Regions from separate parts of the Ovis aries genome. Here region 1 is linked to region 2. A link is a contact called in public Hi-C data. All regions are on one chromosome and are shown on one strand. Each heading gives the region's core, a stretch centred on a gene start, on an enhancer-like site or on the middle of the called end of the contact. The rest is flanking DNA. Distances are from core to core; before and after follow the strand shown.

Region 1 (5,017 bases), core at 2,256-4,755, 610 kb after region 2:
TCTGGCAAGACAGCCTTATCAATCATAATCCTTTAAGTACACTCCAAAACAGCAAAGCGATATGACAGAAACAATCTGTTGCCTTTCCTAGCCTGTGTTGTGTCTCTCCCACAAGAATGATGAGATCTTTTAAAATACAGATCTACTTTTATAAGTCTTTAAAGTTTTTACTGTAAACAGTTATTACACTAAATAAACAAGAATAACCTCTTTTGCACTCGATTTAAACAATGACAACTGTGCAGCCCAAACTCTAGGAGCAAGCTCCACACCATGTTTTAGCAATACGATTGTGTCTGTTATTTTAAAGCTCTAAATTTTAAGAGTAATGCGTAACAGGATCCGTGCAGACATGACAAACCAATAAACCCTTAGGAAGTTTTAAAATTAGAATGTTTTAAAGTCTTTCATTAAGATCAAGGCATGCCTAGCCCTAACCTAAGTGCAAATGTTCAGAAAGATACAAATGCACCAGTAAGCGGAAAAGAAAAAGAATCGTCTTGGTAACCTGGAACCAGAGGGAGTTAGTTCCTGCCTGCCGGGGGGAGAAAGCTTCAGTGACAGGAGATGAGTTAAACTACTGCTAAAAGTAAGCAGGCTCCCAAACTGGAAAGCTGATGAATAAAGTGGGAAAAGGAGGGAGGGGAGAGAAAGGAATGCATCCAAGGCTAAAAGTTAAAACCTCGGGTTTACCAGCAAAAACGGAAGGCTTTCACATGAAAACGGAGAAAACCCGCCAGATGCTATCTGAATCCCGCCTGCCTGCTAATGATCAGCTCTTCCCTCTAGCATATTAACACGAGTCTATCGCAGACACGGGCGGCGGCGGCCGGCGGAGCAGCAGAGCCATCAATGTGCAAATAAAGCAGAAAATAGAGACATCCTTAAGAAATGAGTCTCAAATTTGACGCAGAGCGGAGGTGACAACCACAGCAACAGAACCATAAATTCTAAATGCTTCAATATCTTTCAGGATTCTCTCCAAGTCCTTGACACCAAAAAGAAGACAGTATTAGAAAACCGGGGGGTGCGGGGGCGGGAAGTATGGTGTGTGTGTGTGCTTTGGCGGGGGGTGGGGTGGGGGGAGTGGGGGCTGCCCAGAGTGGCAGGATGATGTAATGAGGATGTCTGTGTTGACAGATTCAGATTCTCGGTGGCACAAACCTCCAGGGCTCCATTTCCGAGATCAGAATCCTGGACCAGAGCCGAGGGGGTGAAGTCGCCGCGCGTGGATGGAGGGGACCACGCCCACGCCCGCCCGCTGGGGGGACCGTCACACCACGAGAATCCCGCCCAACGTTCACGCGGCCCATGCCTACCGAGAGCCCGGAGGGGCGCAGGGCACCACCACGTCCATCCCGTCCACGGGCGGACGTGGACGCGGCTCGAGAGGCAGGAAGCCCGGCCGAGACGCAGAGGGTACGCGGTGGCAGGATGGACGCGGGGCTCACCTCTCCTCCGCAGCGCGGGAGCTTGAGCCGCGGACGCTCCCTCGTGGCTGGCGCGAGCCCCCGGCGGGCGGCGCGCGCGGGCCGCTACCGACCGTTAGCGCGAGGGGCTGCGGCGGCGGCGGCGGCAGCGGGCGGAGCCGGGGGCGGGCGTTGGGGAGCTGAAGGGCCGCAAGAGCGGGAGCGACGCAAGCAGGCGGGGACGCTCCTGGGCACTCCCCGCGATCACCCCGGCCTAGCCCGAGCCCCGGAGGACACTGCCCCCTTGGCTGCTGAGAGGCCGCCAGCGATCGCCTCCGCGCGCGCGGGGCTGCTCGGCCTCGCCTCAGTCGCGGCCGGTTCGCTGCCACCTCAGCTGGGCTATGCCCGCCACCGCCGCCGCCGGCTTCCCGTCTCCATGACAATAGGGCGCCGACGCCCCGCCCCGCCCCGCCCCCTCGGCGCCTAGACTCGGAGGGAAGCGGGCTCACGTCGCCGAGGGGCGGAGCCTATAGAGGCCAGCGTCCAATTAGAGGCGAAGGCAGGGCGGGATGGGGCCGGGCGATTTCAGAAGTTGTAGGAGAATATCCGCCTGAGGGGCGGGGCCTGGGAGAACTGATGGGGAGGAGTCTGCGCGCGTGCGTGAAGTCGCGCTGCAGAGTGCGGGTCTGGAGTCTAGGCTTGTGTGCCAGACCCGGTTGGAACTTAGGAAATAAAAGTATCTCAACTGTCAGAGTCATTGAGGGAAACTTTGTGTCTAGGTATACTTCGGCTTCCGTGTGACTGCATTATAAAAGCCACAAAGTCCCTGATCTACTGGAGTGCCCAAAACTGTGCCAGCCCCTGTCCTGGTTCACCAGCGCCCCTGTCTGTCCCAGAGTTCGAGTGCTTCTGTGGCTTGCGGTGGCGCTGGGTGTAGAGACAGGCAAAAGGTCTATTTTGTATTCTGTGTGGCCTTCGTGGGCAAGGGCTCGGCCTGTGACTCAGTTGTGTTTGCCTTGCCAGCGCCTCGCTGAACAAACAGTGGTTGGGTTGGTTACTCCCCCGCGGACTGTTAGCGGTGAAGCGTGGGCGGGTGCGAGCGAGTGAGCGTGCGAACTGGAAGAGGACCCGCACTCTCCACCACCGTCACCACCGGCCTGGAGGGGCGAGCTGCCGGTGATGCAAAGCCCCAAGAAAGGGGCAGCGAGCCATTGTGGGAGAGGGCGTAATGGAGTCCAGAGACTTACTCCAGTGTAGCTGCTTCTCCTCCGTCTGGCAGCTCTTGCCCACAACCTCTCTAGAGAAAGGCTCCCCCCCGTAGTACTGGGTCCCCAGTGTCTCCTCCCTCGCCGTCTGGCGGGGAGTTGGTGGACGGGAGGCTGAGCCGGAGACGTGCAGATGTCCAAGGCCTGTCTCTCGCCCACCTGCTGCTGCTGGTGGAGGATAGTCACCCCGGACTCCCAGCGCCCTGAACGCTGGCATCCATCTGGGTCTCCAGCGCTCTCGTGGGTCCTTTAACTAGGGGGAGAAACCAGGGGAGGGTGGACAGCGATCCGCTTTGGAGCCCAGCCTCCTCGCGAACAAGAAATCCGCTAACTCCGCGATTTACTGTGGCGTAGAAAAAGCAGAGCGTTCGCTGGCGCGTGGTCCGCTGCCTCGTTCCCTTTGTGCGTCGGAACGCGGACCGGCCACCAGGGCCCGCTTGTGTCGGAACCGCCGCTCCTCCTCCCCGACTTAGCAGGGGAGGAAAGTTGGAAGAGATCGTCGCGCCTGGGATGTGATTGTCATCCTGGGGCCGGCGCTCGAGAGTCTGAGTGAGAGAGAGGGAGAGACCGATGAGGGGAGGGGGGGGGGGAGGAATAAGGGGAGGGGGGAGAGGAGGGCCGCGGAGGAGAGGCGGGCGCTAGGGAGGGGCGAGGGGAGCGCCAGCGAGCGGGAGAGGGAGCCCGGGAGGAAGAGGGAGAGGACGAGGAGCGCCTGGCGGCCGGGTTGGCTGCGGCCGCCCAGAGGCTCCTGCCAGTCCTCCCACCGACTACACCCCGGGAAGGAGGAGCTTCAGGCGCGCACAAGGCGTCAGAATCCTCAATTTCCAACTTAGCATCTTGGCAGGACCTTTGCGAAGCCAAAAGCGGAGCCCCCCAGTGCAAAGAGCGAGGGGGAAAAAGAGAAAGCAACAAGGGAGGGGGGGAAACCCTGCCGGGAGGAGCGAGGCGCGCAGAGGAGCGGGCTCATCGGTCGCAGCCGGAGGCGCGCGGGAAGCCAGCGAGGAGGCGCCGCGGGCCGGAGCCCGGGAGCCGGGGCCCGAGGAGCAGCGGCCCGGGGCAGCCGGAGACCAGGTGCCCGCCCGCTCGCCCTCGCAGGGCGCCGCCCGGCTCGTTGGCGGCCGCGGCGCGGAGCGCCCCATGCCCGTGTGTGGCCATGTCCTACCCGCAGGGCTACTTGTACCAGCCGTCCGCCTCGCTGGCGCTCTACTCTTGCCCGGCGTACAGCACCAGCGTCATCTCGGGGCCCCGCACGGATGAGCTCGGCCGCTCGTCGTCGGGCTCCGCGTTCTCGCCCTACGCCGGCTCCACCGCCTTCACGGCGCCCTCGCCGGGCTACAACTCGCACCTCCAGTACGGTGCCGATCCCGCGGCGGCAGCCGCCGCCGCCTTCTCTTCGTACGTGGTAAGTGAGCGGGAGCCTGGGCGGGCGAGGGCAGCTGGGGCCGCGCGTGGCGGGCGGGGGTTGCGGGGGACACGGGCCTCGGCTTCACCGCGGACCGTCCCGCCGAGCCTCGCGGCCCCTGCGAACTTGGGCGATTGTCTCTCTCGGCTTCGCCCGGGTTTCGGGCTCAGGAGTTGCACGGAGAGGAGAGCCGCGTCTTGCTCAGATCGCTAACTTGGCGGAAGGGGTTTTTGGGGGGAGAGGTCGCTTCAAAGAGCAACATTTGGTTCAAACGTGAGCTCTAGGCCGTCCTGCACATTTTACTCTATTTCATTTTGGGGGGTTTGGCCATTTGGCGAAAAGTAGTTCAAAAGAAATAGATCCGAAATCTGAACAGAAGCGTGCTCGGTCTGTGTAAATGTGTTTGGCCTCGCCTTTAATTAGTCCTCCAAAATGTTGCAAATCCGTAATCCTATCTTCGCAATCCGATTTGGAGGTATTAAATTTCTGAAAAGTCGGGCGAGCTGCGGTGCATCCGGGATTTTTCGGCCGGGTGCACTTTCTGGAAAAGCGCCGTGGCTTCGGTTTGGGATAACACTTTTGGAGGGGAGGGGGTGCCAGGGACAAGGCTTGAATCTTCGTTTGCCTTTCTCTGTGGGGGAAAAAAATTCCTTGACTTCCTTTGCTCACTACCCTTGTTTCTACTGCGCAGCCACTCGGGCGCAGAGAGCAGAGTCGCCGCCGCTGCCCGGGCCTCTCTCTGGGTAGAGGGGCCTGGCCTCGGTGGCCGGATCTGCTCACGCGGGGGAGGACGTGCCCAGCCAGAGGGGGGCCTACCAGGTGCCGGGGAAGCCAGGACTGCTCCAAGAGCCTCCAAGGACTCAGGGATTGGCGGCCTCTGCTTCCTTCTAAGGAGGAAGAGGGGTTGCCCCCGGGTCTGAGCCCTCCAGCCCTACCCCAGG
Region 2 (5,020 bases), core at 881-3,380:
CTTGAGTAACTTTTTCTCCACTTCCAAGGCACTACAGCGATCTACGGGAAGCGGGGAGAAAAAGGAGGGCCTTTAGAGCGCTCGGCGACCCGGGCCGCGGGAGGCGGGCGCGGCGCGGTAAGCGCCCTGCGCTCGCGAGGGACCTGCCCGGGCGCGACCCCCAGACTCACCCCCTCCCTCCGAATCCTGCGCGCCGCAGTCACCTGTTCCGCCCTCGGGCTCCGCCGGCCGAGCGAAGGCAGCGGCGGCGGCGGCGGCCGGGTGGCCCGCGGCTCCGGGAAGTCCCAGCAGGTGTGGCGGGCCTGAGCCCAGCAGGGAGAGCGGGTGCGGACGTGGGCCAGGCGGCGGGCCTGGGAACGGCCGGTTGGTCCAAGCGGGGAACTTGCCCAGCGGCGCCGAGACGAGTCTGTGAGCCGCGGCGGCGGCGGCGGCCGGAGAGAGCTGCAGGGCCGAGGGCGCGACCGCTGCCCCGGGGGGAGAACCCCCCGCGCCCTGAGGCGAGCGGCGAGGGTTGTCCGGGCTTGTGGCCGTCTCGGCCAGGGACCAGATCTTGGGTTTTTGCAGGGCCGAGGCGGGCGCCGGTGCAGGAGCGCAGGGGTCCAGGCCCGCTGGGGGCGAGGGCGGAGATGGCGGAGCGGTGGCCACGGGCGGTGGCACTGGGGCCAGACTCAGGACGGGCAGCGGACGCTCCTCCAAGCCCTCGGAGCTGTCGTCCGAGTCGCTATTCTTGGAGTCTGAGATGGGTTCCAGGCCGAGGTCGCCGTCCCTGTGCGACGCCCCAGTCAGGGCCAGCTCGGGTCCCGCGACCGCGCCGTCTAAGTTCTCCAAATCGATCTCCTCGTCTTCATCGTCGTCCGCCAGGCCCTCGCCCCCGGTGTCCTCCTCCTCCCCCCCGAGCTCCTCCTCCTCCAGCTCCAGTTCGCGCTTGCCGTCTTCTTCATCCTCCTCCTCGTCTTCCTCCTCGCGCTCGCTCCCATAAGCGTTGCCCTCCTCGTCGGTGCGGCTCCGGGGCGCCCAGGTCATCTTGTTCTCCTTCTTGAGGCGCCGGCGCGCGTTGGCGAACCAGGTGGACACCTGGGTGAGGGTCATCTTGGTGATGATGGCCAGCATGATCTTCTCGCCCTTGGTGGGGTAGGGGTTCTTGCGGTGCTCGTTGAGCCAGGCCTTGAGCGTGCTGGTGCTCTCTCGGGTGGCGTTCTTGGGCCGGGACGGGTCCCCGAACTGGTACTGGCCGTAAGGGTAGAAGGCGGGGTGCGGGTGTGGAAACGCGGTGGCCGCGGCCGTATGCTGCACCCCGGGGCTGTCCTTCAGCTCATACTGCGTGCCCTGTACGCACATGGACAAGGAAGGGACGCGCGCGGAGGGAGCGAGGATGAGCCCCGGCCGTCGCCGCCTCCACCCGCCCGGCCCAGGCCGCGCCAGTCTACTGAGCGCGCACACCTCGTCCGGCGCCCCAGCTCTAACCCCCCTTCCGCGGCTCCCAGGGCACTTACCAGCTGAGGGAAGATGGGCAGCTCGGCGGCGTAGGGCAGGAAGGCGCCGTAGCCTTGGGCGGCTGCGGCTGCGGCTGCAGCCGCGGCGTAGGGCGCCCCGTACACGGACGAGAGCACGTTGGACAGGGACCCCGAGGCAGCCAGCTCCGAGGCGCCGGCTCCCGGGCCGCCCCGGGCCCCAGCGCTGCCACCGCCGGCGGCGGCCCCCGGGCGCTCGGGTGGGTAGAGCGGGCGGATGTACTGGTATCCGAGCTGGGGGAAGGACATGGTGGCCCGCGGGGCACGGACAGAGAGGGGGCCCTGCCCCCCGGGGCCGCCCAGCTCAGCGCCGCCCGCGGGCTCCGGGGCACATCGGGGGCTGGGCCCGGCTGCGGCCGCGCTGCCTTCCGCGCTGCGCTGCGCTCCGCGTTCGCCTATCGATCTGCTCCGGGGCGGCGGCGGCGGCGGCGGCGGCGGCGGCGAGGAGCCAGGTCAGGTCCGAACAGATTGGCGGAGATTCCCGGGGCTCCGGAATCTGATTGACATTTCTACGGGCCCACAAGCCCCTCCTCTCTGCGCCGCGCTCCCTCCTCTCGGCCGCCGGAGCTGCCTCTGCCCGCGCCTGGCTCCTCGCTGCCCTCCTCTCCCCGAGCAGTGTCGCGCCTTGCTTCCTTCGCCCTCCTCTAGTTTTCACTCCCCCTCCTCGCCCTTCCTCTCTCCTCCCCTTTCTGCGCTCCTCTTCCCCCCAGGATCGCTTCCGCTCCTTCGGGCTCTTTCACGCTCCTGGACTACGGAACTCTTTCTCGTCTTTCCCTTTCTCGCTGTTCCTTTCTCTCCCCTTTCTGTTCCCGTCACTCTTTCTTTTTAAAATCTATTTTCTCTGTACACACACCACACTCCCCACACTCCCATCCCCCCGGCCTCTGAGCTTTGGGTTAAGGTGGCCCAAACTTGTGGACACTCGGGGTGCCGTGCGCGGGGGGTAGGGTGGGGTGGGGGGGAGGGTGTGTGTGTGTCCGTATCTGTGTCGGTGTGTCCGTCCCCGCCCTCGCCCCCTCCCTCGCCCTTCCCCAAATCTCGGGTCTGACGTCGCGCCCTCTTATTCGACTTTTCCTCGCGTCTCCTTCGCGAGTCGCCAATCGCCTGGGCGCCCTGCAGGCGAGGCCGCCCACCCCGCAGAGAAGGCGCGCGGGGCGGGGCGGGGGCGGGAGCCCCGGCGCAGCGAGTCCCTTCCCGCCCCCTCTGGCCCGCGGCGGAAGGGGGCGCGGGAGGCGCGGGGACCGGGGTTAGCACTGGGTCAGCTCACCCCTCTCGCTCTCGCCTCTCGGTGCCTCTCCCCCTGCCCCAGCGCGTGGGATCTGGGTCAGGACCAGACAGACCCTGGTCCGGGGCAGGCGCTGGGACTTTACTCTGCCCCGGCCCGCTTTCCAGCTCGCACCTCTAGACTCTCGGCCACCCTTAGTGGCTTAGGGAGGGGGTGGAAGAGGCGTGAGGGAAGTGGGGGCGTGTGCTTTAAGGGAGTCTTCGAGGACTGTCTCACTGCCCGGGGTGGGGCGGGGAGGCGAGGTAGCCCCCTTCCCAGAGGACTAAATCCTGCAGTTAACCACGTTCACGCCACGCGGATGTCAGGGTGCAGAATCCTTCCTTAGAAATGGCGTGTGTGTTGGGGGAGGGCGGTGCTGCAGAGTGGACACCTCAGGCATCCTGGGGAACGATGTCAGGGAGACGGAGCCCGCCGGAGCCCTAAGCCGGCGTGGGATGGGGCAGGAGCAGGGAGCCGGGTGGCGGAGGCTCCAGGAACTTTCAGCGAGCGCTTGGAAAAGTTAATATGCTGGAATTTTCGGTCCGTAGAGATTCTTCGTTTCCCTCCCCCTTCTCCTGCTCCCGGGGTCTCCGCGCCAACCTGTTTTCCTTCGGCAGAGGTCCTCCCATCCGCGGGGGTGGGGATGGGAGGCAAGACTTAAGTTTTACAGTGGAGTATTTCCTAAACCAAAGCTGAAATCTTAGAATCCGCGCGCCCACCTTCACAGGTTAGGGCGTGCAGCCGAGAGGAGGATTGAAATTCCCGGTATTGCGGCGACTCCGGGCTGAACGCTTTAGGCCGCTGCGGCGACCCACGCACAGGCCAGGCCAGCAGCAGGAGCGCTCCGGGACAACCCCCGGGCGGTGCCTGTCTTGGAGTTGCCCGTCCCGGATCGGAGGCGGAAAGTGGCTGCCTTGCTCTGATAGAAGAATCTAATCCGAATTCTAGAAGAGCGGAGGGATCGGAGAGTCTTGGCCCTAGCTGTCTCTGGTCTCAGTGGCTCCAAGGAGCCCCGCTGGGAGTCCCGTGGACACCCGGTTTTGACCTCGCCCCTATTCCCCGCCTCTTTCTACCAGTCTTCGTGTGGGTCGGCGCCTCGAGTAGACATGAAGGCCGAGAAAATTGGGTGGTGGTGGGGGGTATACAAGGGAAAGTTTGGGGGCAGCTAGGTTTGGGGTTCGATAGGGGAGAGTAACGTGCGGCCTCCTCAAACTGAGTCAGCCTGCTTCCCTGACCTTCTACTCACCTGCGTCTGCCTGGTGCCAGGTGTTGGCCTTAGCTGGAGTCTCCCCAGAAGAGGAGGTATCAGAGGAAGCTTTGAAATGTTTCCCCGGCGCCTGATTTCGTTTTCAGTTAACCGTCTCAGCCGAGTGGCATAGGGAATCACGGGCTCACCGACTCAAGACTAATCTCAGGGTTATAAAATTGAGGGTAACGTTATTGCCTGGAGTGTTCCCTAAGTGTCAGACGCGGAGCCTCGACGGCCCGCAGACCTAGAGTTTGCACAAGGTAGACGCACCAGACCCAACCCCGGGGAGAGCCAAGAGCGAGATGCTGAAGTGGGGAGCCTGGGGCTGCGCTGGGCCCCTGTCTAACGCGCAGCTCTTCGAGAAGAACAGGAACAATGAACACAGGAGATGCTTCCTCCGCCCGCAGTAACTCGCTATCGACCTGGCTGCGCTGGACGGTGAGAGGCGGGAAAGAGGCCAGGCAAGGGGCGAAGCTGTGCTCAATGAATTAGCCACGCCGGACTAGGGGACCCATGACCCAGAAGACGAACCTCCAACCCAGATGAGGACTCAAGGACCTCGATTATTTAGAAACCTCCAGGCGCCCCAGGTCTTCAGCAGAACAGCCTCTCCGCTCCCCTAGTCTCCAGCGGAGACCCTAGCCCGGGCGGTCCGCGCCCCACCTCGGGACCCAGAGCCCTAGGCAGCCGAGCCTCGACGTGGCGCTAGCTCCCCAATGCCACCAGGCCAGTGGAATCCGACTCTGAACTGAACTCACGGGTCCAAAAACAGCCGAGCCTTTTCCAGGGATTTTTAATCCAAGAGATGGGGTCAAAGTGACATTCGCACAGGGAGGAGAAGCAGGTGCATGGGAAGTTGATTTGGGAAAGTCGTGCGCGCAAAAACGCACACAAACCCTTTTCCACCATCTCGCTTTCTTCCAACGTTCCCAGAGCACAAAATGCTTCGGAGGCTTGCTGTAGACGCTCTCTCAACGCGGCTGAAGGTGTGGGGAA

The links. A called contact is a pair of places that touch in the nucleus more often than the background predicts.
Region 1: a contact with region 2 is called in a Hi-C map of tail adipose tissue, with 4 times the contacts expected there. The contact joins the promoter of IRX5 here to the promoter of IRX3 in region 2. A contact is called at or near these places in 5 of 16 Hi-C or Micro-C datasets (hypothalamus, liver, skin fibroblasts and 1 more).

Annotation. Positions count from the first base shown.
Region 1 is chr14:22,729,251-22,734,267 of ARS-UI_Ramb_v3.0, forward strand. It overlaps IRX5 (iroquois homeobox 5), which reads left to right and starts at 3,506. Exons shown (of 4, transcript XM_027977846.3): 1 at 3,506-4,076. The coding sequence starts at 3,828. It overlaps LOC106991591 (a long non-coding RNA gene), which reads right to left and starts at 1,540. Exons shown (of 13, transcript XR_009596178.1): 1 at 1,452-1,540.
Region 2 is chr14:22,121,043-22,126,062 of ARS-UI_Ramb_v3.0, forward strand. IRX3 (iroquois homeobox 3) reads right to left here and starts at 2,131. Exons shown (of 4, transcript XM_042231638.2): 1 at 1,494-2,131; 2 at 204-1,326; 3 at 1-41. The coding sequence starts at 1,760.